Linked DNA regions of Mus musculus: region 2 is linked to region 1. The links are chromatin contacts, called in public Hi-C maps. All regions are on one chromosome and are shown on one strand. Each heading gives the region's core, a stretch centred on a gene start, on an enhancer-like site or on the middle of the called end of the contact. The rest is flanking DNA. Distances are from core to core; before and after follow the strand shown.

Region 1 (5,463 bases), core at 2,041-4,540:
GTTGTCTTGAGACCACCCCTCAAAACATACTTAATCTTCCTGACTAGGGATTAGCCATACATCAGACAATTCTGTTTGTTATGAGAAATGCAGGTTTTTTTTTTTTTTTAGTACTGTACATTTGGTTACCCCAAATGCACTACCACCACCCAAAAGGAAAGAAAGAAAGAAAGAAAGAAAGAAAGAAAGAAAGAAAGAAAGAAAGAGAGAGAGAGAGAGAGAGAAAGAAAAAGAAATGAGAGATAGGATATCTGACATAGGCAGTTAACACTTGGGCTATTTGAATCATGAGCCAGTGTGGATGGATCCCAACATCTGTCTGGCAGGCTTGCCTCTCGCCTCTCTGGCTTCACTAAGAGCAGCCTACAAAGATCCCCTGATTTCTTCCAGCAAGAGTCTGGAAAGAGTCCTGAATATAGCCAAGTCATTTGTAAAAGTACAACAAAGTAGAGTGCCCAAGGAGAGCCTCTTCTTTCCAGAACTGTTTAAATATTGTCCTCAGTGTCACAGGCAGATCTCTGAGGGTTCTTATTCTGCTGTTTCCACCCGGAGCACCTCCTTGCTGGAGAAGCCTGGGTGGTGTTCATTCCATCTTCAGACAAGGGAACCTCATTCTTTGGTGTATTGGACAATCTGGTATCATTTACTAGCTTAGCAAACTGGGACTCTCACTTTTTTGTGAGCCAACAAGAATGAGCAGCCGACAAGTCAGAAACCTCCATAATTATGAACCAAAGTTTTTCTTTCCTTTTATTTTAGGTATTTGTGACAGGATAGCAGGCTGTCTCTGTACTGCAGCTCAGCCACGGGCACGGCTGTGTTGGTCTCAATCACACCTGGCCTGCCCTTCACTCCAGCTCCCGTCCTGGCCTCGCTGAGTCTCCCATGTACACTGCAGTGTTGCATCCAACTGTGAGAGCTGGGAAGCTTTCACAGGGCAAGACTGCCCTGTTGTGCCTGGCCCTCTTTTGACATCCTTCTTATCCTACAACATCGGGATAGCCCCCTCCCAGACAACGGTAACACTGCGATTTCATCTCAAACCAGATGGAATCAAGTCCAATAACTGACCTTGTCAATCAGTTCATTGCCAAGGAAGAGATTTTTGATTATTGCCTTTTAAAGCAAACAACAGCCAACCAAAATGAAAACAAAAAGTTTAAGCCAGGCGTGGTGGCGCACGCCTTTAATTCCAGCACTCGGGAGGCAGAGGCAGGCGGATTTCTGAGTTCGAGGCCAGCCTGGTCTACAAAGTGAGCTCCAGGACAGCCAGGACTATACAGAGAAACCTTGTCTCGAAAATCCAAAAAAAAAAAAAAGTTTAAAATGATGTCAAGTCTAGGTATTTTAGTTCATTTGGTACTTGGAGGCAGGTTTTGTCTTTGGGACCATGTGAAGCAGAAGCACTGTCTGGTGGAGGCTGTCTCATAAGGCCTTGCTGGAATTGTCTTTGACTTCTCCTCTCCCTCTGTCTGGGCCTCAGTCATAATTAGGTCCCTATTGGGCTCATTGACTGGAACTATGCTGCCTCGTTGTGTCCTTTGTCCAAGCCAGCAAGGGCAGTCACTTTGTGAACTCCACCACTTCTGAGAAGACCTTCCTGGACACCTAAGTAAAAGCAATACCAGCCCCTCTCTCAACCCTAATATGTACAAGAATGTCCACCTGTCAGTCCTTGTTATCTCTCAATCCTTGTCTGCCCTGTACGCATTAGAGTTTCTCTCTAGCACCCCACTGTATACATTCTGCTTGACTGAGCTCCATTCAGGACAGGGTTAGCTAAATGTTAGACTACTGACATTTGAGAATACATAATTCTTTTTATTTTAAGATTTATTTATTTATTTATTTATTTATTTACTTACTTACTTATTATGTATAAAACATCTGCCTGCATGTATTCCTGCAGGCCAGAAGAGGACATTAGGTTTCATTACAGATGGCTGTGAGCCACCATGTGTTTGCTGAGAATTGAACCCAGGACCTCTGGAAAAGCAGCCATTAACCTCTGAGCCATCTCTCCAGCCCCCAATACATAATTCTTTTCTGATGGTTTCTGGAAGAGCTGTCCTGTGCAGTGTAGAATATTTAATAGTTTTCTAGCCTTTGACCATTAGACACCTCTATAGAGACAACCAAAACGTCCAGACAGTGCTAAATGTTAAGTACTCATCTGAACACTTAGCTGCTGTTGTAACTGTTAATGTGAGAAACACTTAATTTATCAAAGCTTGTCAGCCCCAACAAAAGCCCCCATTTCCTCAACCCCATCTCCTTCCTCCTTACAGCAACTGACCAATCGTTCCTGACTGTCACGTGAAAGGAAAAGTATCTGCCCAGAACATCCAAGATCAAGTTCTCAGAACAAAGGAGGGACAGAGGGCAGGGGTAAGGGACAAAGACAGGAGGTAGAGGAAGAAGAGGAAGGGGACAAGGGAGAAAGGAGAAAGGAACACGAGGGGAGGGGCATTTGTCCAAGGGGAACAAAAGTCCGCCTCTAGCTAAAGAGGGGACAAATGGCAGATTACAAAGGTAAAGAGGGAACCCCAAGTTAGGAGGATGTGGTTAATTTTAATTGGACATGTTAATTAGGTGAGCCAAAGAGGGCTCTGATTGCTGAACTATAATACTTTGATAGCTGGACCTTGGTAGTCAGCCTCAGAAGTAAGTGGCCAAAAGAACGAACCTTGATGGCTAGCTTTAGGAATGTAATTTATTTTTATTTTATTTTATTTTATTTTTTTAGCAAGGCAGAGGGAATGGGGGAGAAGGGTAAGACCTGCCAGAGCCATGCCCTACATTCTAGAGCTGGCTAGAGTCCCTTCAGTGAAGCCCAGGGCCCACCAATGTGACGAGACACAGTCACCACCTATGTCAGGGATAAAAGACAGAAGCCAGAATATTCTGGCTGAATGTGTTGGTTAGCTGTGTTGGAATTCTGGCACACCATTTAAAAGAAAGAAAGAAGAAAAAAGAAATTACTTTGCTGAATTACTCTTCGTGTGTTCCTTTGTGTGACATAGAGGTTATACTTTTCCCAACACTATGAAGCAAAATTGTCTTATACTAATAGTAGTTGTCATTTATCTATTGCCTACAGTGCCCTAGGGACTCACACTCAATATTTCCAACAAGACTTCCACCTTAAAGAGGGGTTATCATTATCTTCATTTTACAGACAGGGGAATGGGGGCATGGAATGATTTACAAACTTGTCTGGGTTTGTGCCATTGGTAAAATCTAGGCTGCAGAACACTGGGCAAACAGGAGTAGGCACTGCTGTGAGAATCTTTGCCTACCTACCCACTAGAGCAGAGACTGGGAAGCAAGCGAGCTCCCAAGCGGTGCATGCGTTCCGAGTGATGGTGCCAACTTTCCTTTCTAAGCCTTAGTGACTGTTTTCAGTCCTCATCATAACAGTAACAGGATTCTCTTAGAAATTAAATGCAGCCGCATACGTGAAAGTACTTAGCTGGTTTCTGGCACACGGGTCGCTCTGAATTCCTTTTCCTTCCTCTCCATATAGCCCCATGCCCTTAGCACTGAAAGTAGATCCTGAACACCTTGGTCAGACAAGCCCACTGGGAAATCTAACCTTTAAGCGATCTGTACTTTCACAGATCAGAATTGAGCAGAGCAATCTCCCTAGAAACAGCCTGCCATGCTGGCGTCTTGTCCCACATTGCTAATGACCAACAGTACCAGCCATCAGCACTTGCCAGCTAAGCCAAAGGGGGCTTTTAAATCTGCACTGATTGGATGCCATGGGGCTGGGTTGACAAGTAGCCTCCTGCTCCATTTCTAGATGCGAGTCAGTGAATTAATAGCTTGCCCCATTGTTTTCTAACACAGCCAATTAAGTGAACAGTCTGAATGTTTTGGCCAGCAGGCGGCAGCCTTTGCTAACATAATGGTCGGTACTCCTCTGTCTGGCAGAACCCCACCAAAAACTGGGTGCCTGTGAGGTTTACATGGTGTAGCCTTTAAATTGGGACGGGGCACAAATCTTGGCAGATAGAATTCCGAGAACTGGAATGGGGGCAAACCCCGTGTTGGTTTTTATCCATCTCCAGCTGAAATGGAGAGTTTTGATTCAATTGTGAACGCAAGTCAAAGATAATTTGCAGCTCCCACTCGGGACAGCTAGAAACACTGCTCACACTCTTCATTGCTTTAAAACTGCAGTAACTGTGGAACCTGCTGCTAGCTCTTGTTATTTAGCACATTAATATAGAAGTACACATAGAACCATATCACATATCTGTTGGTTTTGTTTTGACATTTTAATACCTACCTTTTGATACCACTGGCTTGCTTTGAGTTGTTATAGACGGTTTTATTTAGTTTTAAGTGTATTTACTTTAAAGCATTTTTTTTAATGATGAGAAATCTACAGACTTCACCACTCTGTCAATAGGTCCATAATTTAAAACCAGTACCAAGAGCATCCAGTGACAAGGCTACCAGAACAGTCTCTAGAAAAAAGAGGATCAAAAGATTTTTTTTTTCTTTTTTGTACTCAGTAGCTGTGACTTTACTCTTATCCTTCCATCTTTTCCAAAGATGTGTGCCATATCTGTATGAAACTGTTTGCAGCGACGCCTGGCAGAGTACACTTTAACCTCAGGGTGAGATTTTGGCGTATTCAGATCACATTACTAACAAAAGCTTCAGTGTCTAGGATGCCTGCCATCCCTGCCTAGGGAAGGAAGAGGCACCCGCTCTTCCAGCTGCTTTCACATCTTTGTTCCGCTTGATTTATTGCCAGGGCTCAGGGATCCCCGTCGACAATTACTTCCTTTTCGGCAAGAAGCCCTGCGTTCCCTCGAAGCGTCACTTCTAGAATCTAGTCTCCTCTTCTTCCTCCCTTAAGAAATATTCTGAAATATGTTTAATAGGAGGGGGAAAAGTGTTCTTAAACACCCCCCTCCCATCTTCTTGTTTCCTTTCTCCCAAGTAAGGGAAGCCACACTAATTGGGCAGACCCAGCCTGGGGCTAGGTACATTGTCCATTTTCCTGATACTTTATCCCTGAGTGTTGTCATGGAGACTACAGGAACCAAACAAGTCCACTGGAGGAATGTTACCTAACACTTTCTCATTCTTGGTCGCTGAACCATCTTCCCAGCTGGATCTTCCAACTGCCTCTATCCCCACTGCTCCCCAGCCTTGCTTTTTCCACCCCTAAGTAAACCTGTTTTTTTCTGCTGTGCTAAAGTACCATAGTCCAGGCAACTTAAGGGAAAGAACTTGTTTTGGCTTACAGTTCCAGAGAGATAAGAGTTCCTGTTGAGTCGGGCGTCATGACGCACACCTTTAATCCCAGCACTTGGGAGGTAGAGGCAGGCAGATTTCTGAGTTCGAGGCCAGCCTGGTCTACGTCTACAAAGTGAGTTCCAGGATAGCCAGGGCTACACAGAGAAACCCTGTCTCGAAAAAACCAAAAAAAAAGTAGAGCCATGG
Region 2 (5,630 bases), core at 2,244-4,743, 210 kb after region 1:
GAGGTTCCATCAAGAGATCTGTATCAAAGAGAGAAGGTAGAGAGCTGGACACTCTTGGTCTCTATATGCATATGCAGGCATATGTATTGTCCCCTCTACGTGCACACACACACACACACAAGCCACGTATATGGTTCACCAAAGAATATCAAAGGTTTTCCTCATAACCATGATAAAATAATAATTTTTCACTTTCTTTTAGGCATTATTCAAAAATATCATTGCCATTATCAGAGCAAGCATGTAGCCCAACTCTGCATGTAGCCCATCTCTCCTCCTGAAGCACTTGTCCCATATGAAGTGGGAAGATATGGGATCTTCATTATACACACTCGAGGTTCAGGCACTGTCACCATTTAGCTCTTAACTGAACATCCCCTGGCTCTGCTTCTCTGACAGTCTACACAAATAAAACTGGTTTGTATTTTAACTATAAATTTCCTGATTCTGAATCAAGCCAGATATGAGGCCATGTGTGTGTGAGAGAGACCCTGATGCATATGCTCGTGTGCGTGTGAATTCCATGACCTCTGTCCCTTCCTTCCCTTGATGAATTGTGCAAACAACCTCGTAAGGCAATCTCATAATTAAATTGGATCTGTTTCAACCATGAATTTTTCAAAAGATCATAATCACTGTGGTTTCCATGTCCACTTAAGAAACAATATAGTCATGTGTGTCCACAAATGAGCCTCACAGGAGACTGCCCTTATCAGTCTTGTTCTGTGATGTGAGCCAAATTGGACTTGTTTATACTCGTTTCAGATGTAAAGACTTAGCTTTTTGCTAAACATTACATAAAAATCAGAATCTCACAACAAAATGAATTTAAATAGGCAAATATTGCTTTCTCTGTGAGCTACAAAGAGAACTGTATTGCGGGGTGGGGGTAGGGGTACATGGAGAGTATCTAAGACTTGCTGTGTCTGTCTCTAAGCCTCAGTTTTCTTAGCTGTAAAGTGAGCATGCTACAAGCTTCCTTGGCAACTAACTGGGAATCTATAAACTTGGATTCTTGTACATGAACTTGACATGATAATAATACCCAACTCATAAAGGAGATGAAGTATGAAATTACTTTCAAATGTGAGTGCCTAGTTTTTAGTGAACATTCAACGCATTTTAACTCATTATTGCCATCCACACAGAAATTTCGATTTACTTTAACCGATTGTAGTTATTTAAAACACATATACACGCACACACCACATACAATATTTAAGAGAAGTTACAGACTCATAGCATGACTGAACTGAATGTTCAAGTATTTCACATACACCCCCACCCCCACCCCTGCACATGCTAGCCTCCGAATAGTCAATATCCCCTTTCAGAATGGTACCCTATACATTCTTAATTCTGCACAAACTTGTAATGATGCATGTATCATTCCAATGCTATACATGGTAGTTTCACTTCAGTAAAAATCCTGTGCTCCTTCTATCTTACCCACCCACAACCATGGAAAATACCGATGGATATTTTTAGTTTTACTTTCTCCAAATTGTTAGCATTTCTGCAAGTAATATGTAGCCTCTTCCTCCAATGTCATAATATTTATTCAAGGTTCTCCTCATGGTTTGATATCTCATCTCTTTTAAGGGCTGAATACTATTCCATTGTCTGGACAGATATATTGAGGGACTGTTTAGTTGGTTTCTTTCCTTTTTATAACCTTTATTATTTAAAAGAGAAACTTTACAAATAAAATATTACATACCCAAACTAACAAGACCCAAAGTCTATTCAACTTAATGAACTTATATTCATTTAGAATTGGTTTGATTATTAAAAACAAAACAAAACAGAAAGGACTTTATCTAGCTGAAAAATTAAAGAACTACTTGTATAGTGTGATTTAAGAAACACTAATAATGTTCTGTTTACCCTTAAAGGTGTTCTACCTTGAAACAAAGCCTGCTGTTTCTCTAATAAAGCTTAATTTATCTTGCTTAAAATGTTAACATGAAAATACTCCTAAGAGAAATATCACTTTAAGCATCGTTAGCTATTTGCACATTAGACTGAGTGAGTTTTATGTTTTGTTCCGAGAAATTTCCCCAGAGGTAGGAGGAAACAATATGAGACTGCTGGCCAGGAGGAAGATAGCCTTACCTGCTCCATGTGATCAGCGCCACCTGCGTAGCTGATGTGATCAGCAGCGCTAACATAAGCAGAAGGCTTTTGCCTCAGCATAGATTCTGGAACTCTCTAAGCATGCAGACTTCTGAGATAGTACCAATTGAGGCAAAAAATCCTCAGCTGACATTAGTTGGTGATTAGAATTTTGGGTGAGGAGGGTGGTTTAAATATTTTTAAATTGGCAGTTGTTGTGATTTGGGGATAACATCCATTTGTATATTTGTTGTGTGGGATTAAGGTTCAGGAAAAAAAGTTTGCTGTTGGTCCTGGATTCCCGGATTCTCCCTACCTGGTCAAGCATCTGAGATCTTGAGAAACTCAGTAACAAGAGCTTAAAGCCGGCTGGTCAAGTTATATCCACCTTTGAACCAGAGGAAGATGGATGCTTCTGGTTGGCCATCGGTACCCTTTTCATTGAGTTCAGAATTCTGACCTGTAGAATATTGTGATCCACATTTGGGGGGGGGGTAGGTTTTACTCCCTCAAGATGACCCTTTCCAGACATTCCCAGAAGTTAACTAGATAACCCCAAACAAGCATGCCCATGTCTTCTAGTTGATTCTAGACCCTGTCAAGTTGACAATATTTAGTTGAAGAACCATATCTTAAGACCCCCCAACCCCTTCATTTTCTCCTGGGGCCATGCCAACTCTGGGATCCTAAATCCTACTCACTCTAAGCAATGGATCCAACATCTCTGAGTCTTGGAGCTTTGTCTTGGAAAAAGTCAGGGCTTTATCTTGTCTAGTTTGTGAAGAACTAGTTTATATAATCTCTAACTCATTTAGCACAATGTTTGCCATATATTGGCAATTTTCCTTTCCTGTTGACTTCACTGATCTCGGCCTTCAAAATTCAAATTCTTGCTTTACACAGAAAAGAAAAGGACATTATTCAATGACACTGAAACTCATTTCTTTTCTAGGTCGGTTCCTCCAGGCTTGTGTGAATTCAGTGTTTCATCTCTGACAGTGATAGGCTTCAACTAACCAGAAATGGGTCCTGAGTATGTGTGTGTGTATGGGCGGGGGGGCGGGGGGGGGGGAACAGGGCTCTCTTGCAGTAGTCCTCCAGTCTACTTAGGTTTTCTCTAGGAAACCATTACACTGGTGGGTTGGCATGGCAAGACTCCACTAGGTCTTTCACCACATGCCAAAAAAAAAAAAAAAAAAAAAAAAAAAAAAAAAAAAGACAACTGCCCAGGCTCCCTTGGGAAGCACTAGCAGCTGCTAGAAGCTCTTTCCTGGGAACTCGTAGGCTGGAGGTAAAATGCTGGCATCAAGGGTTGTTTGTACTGACTCCCCCACCCACTCCAGCTGGCTGCAGCAGTCTGGGTGTAGAACAAGTGGAAAGAAGACCACAAAGTGCCAGAGATGGCTGGCTGTATGTAGGGATCTCATAGGAAAGGCTGCTTTGAGATATCAGTACCTCACCCCACCCACTCCAGAGAAGTCAGCCCAAAGTGACTAGTCTGGGACACAGTCCTGTGTTACCTGTGGCCCACAGGAGGCATCCAGCCTCCACCCCACCCCCATGTTGTCAAGAACTTTTCCAGAATGGCTACTGCTTGGCTTCATCTCCCACAGCTCCCCACAGCAGCTTCTTGTTCTCTCTGGAGCAGCCTCCACATGATCACGCTTCCATTGCTATAGAAACCTCTTCATTCCATTTCCATCTTGAAGATGCTGACACAGAACAGCAGTGCCATCTCAGGCTCACCTTCCATGTATTGACCATGTGGTATCTGCCATGCATCTTCACAGCATCATACCTTAATGAGGTTGTCTCTCCAGCCAAGTCATGACTGTTTACAAGGCTTTCTCCTCCCCTAGGGAACTGCTTGGGAATGAGAACTCTGCTTAACTCCCTCTAATTTCTGGCTCTAGCCTGATGTATGGGGCAGCCATGTTCACAGTGGAAGCCTCCCAAGTCTGGTTTGATCCCCAGAAGCATAATGTGATGCTTCATCTTCATTGCAAACTTATAGAAACTTTATTGTTAACATGGTGTGCCTGTGAGAGTATTTCCAGAAAGGTTTAAGAAAACAGGGAAGATACACCCCAAACCTGGATGGCCTTGTCCTATGGGATGAGGCTCTGGACTGAATAGAAAAGAAGAGAGCTGAGAGCTAGCTTCCATCTCTCTGTTTCCTGACCTTCCATTCCCACCACCATACCTTCCCTACCATGACAGACTGTGCTATGAGGAAAGTAAATTCACCCAGGGCTCATCCTATCAAGGATGTATCAGAATGGATGGAGCTCAGGCTCAGCTGGAGGATTCGTAAAGATAACATCTAGAAACAAGGTTCACCTGTTGAATAAGAATGCTAATTTTAGTCACTTTCTTCCATCTTAAAATTTATTTTCCTTCTGTTGTGGTGTTAGAATTTCTTCCTCAGCTGCCAAGGAGCCTTGCAAAGTATTTCTCCTCTGCCTTCATATCATTATAGTCCTACAGACACAGCTAGAGAAAAAAATAGTTATTGCACACTGATTTACATAGAATTTTGGCACATAATAGACATTAGAGCAATTACCTGTGAGAATTTTCTTTCTGAGAAAAAAATCTAATATGTTAGGTAGGACTTTTGGTGAGAGTTATTGTAGATGTCTCTTTTCTTTACCCTTCACAATACTCAGCCACTGATACACAATTACTTTAGAAGACTTCATGAATAATATTGTAGACTCAGGGTTGGGTGCTTGTAGAACATGTAGTGGCCAACAAGGTTTTGGAAGTTATGGTGGCTAATTGCAATTGTCAACTTGATGAAATCTAGAACCACCTGGTAGATTGGTCTCTGAGCATGTATGTGGTCATTATCTTGATTAGGTTAACTGTAGGAAGACCTGCCCACAGTGGGTGGAACCATTCCCTAGGCTGAGAACCTGGAATGTCCCAATCACCACTCTTTTCTCATTCCCTTTCATGAGTATATAGGCTTGCTTCATAACATGGGGGATATCCCCACCTGTACTAAGTTTCTCTTCATCTTGCACAGGCATCCCTAGCTCCAAACTATTCACACTTCCAGAACTGTTTGCTTCCCAGAGAACCCAAACCATCACTAGTCACACACACACACACACACACACACACACACACACACACACACAAGATAACAAATTTATTTTGACTTTAAGAAGTTACATTGGCTTAAAATCTAGGTTCATAATGTTTTCTTCACAATTTAAAATCAAAAACTCTCTGAAAACACCAGGATTTGATCTTACCTTACACAAGACTGTTTGTTTCCTTTGGGTATTCCACTTAGTCAAATATCTTGTTACAAAAATATCAATGTGCTTTGTTGGGGTATTTTTTTTCCAAATCCCACTGAGAATAAAATGTAATATATGGTATACGCATTAAATTGACACTTTGGTGCCTGGTAATACTCTGAATTAAATAAAAATATTTTAAAATATTTTGGACTAGCCAGTCCCTGAGGGAAGCGCCACTGAACAGTATGCACGTGTGTGTTA

What was found. A called contact is a pair of places that touch in the nucleus more often than the background predicts.
Region 2: a Hi-C map of cerebral cortex shows a contact between it and region 1, with 4 times the contacts expected there. The contact joins two enhancer-like sites. A contact is called at or near these places in 1 of 39 promoter capture datasets (cranial neural crest), 2 of 484 Hi-C or Micro-C datasets (cerebral cortex and myocytes), 3 of 115 datasets of contacts at active chromatin or transcription factors (embryonic stem cells and stem cell-derived neural progenitor cells) and 1 of 9 other capture datasets (embryonic stem cells).

Annotation. Positions count from the first base shown.
Region 1 is chr1:57,425,216-57,430,678 of GRCm38.p6, forward strand. No RefSeq gene overlaps it. Among named protein-coding and RNA genes, the nearest start is that of Gm22371, 5.6 kb to the left of the region's middle. Within about 2 kb of position 3,291, at least 80 of the 459 cell types and tissues checked have an H3K27ac peak or open chromatin away from gene starts, as enhancers often do. A contact at or near this core is called in cerebral cortex, where this site is marked.
Region 2 is chr1:57,630,763-57,636,392 of GRCm38.p6, forward strand. No RefSeq gene overlaps it. Among named protein-coding and RNA genes, the nearest start is that of Spats2l, 140 kb to the right of the region's middle. Within about 2 kb of position 3,494, at least 7 of the 459 cell types and tissues checked have an H3K27ac peak or open chromatin away from gene starts, as enhancers often do. A contact at or near this core is called in cerebral cortex, where this site is marked.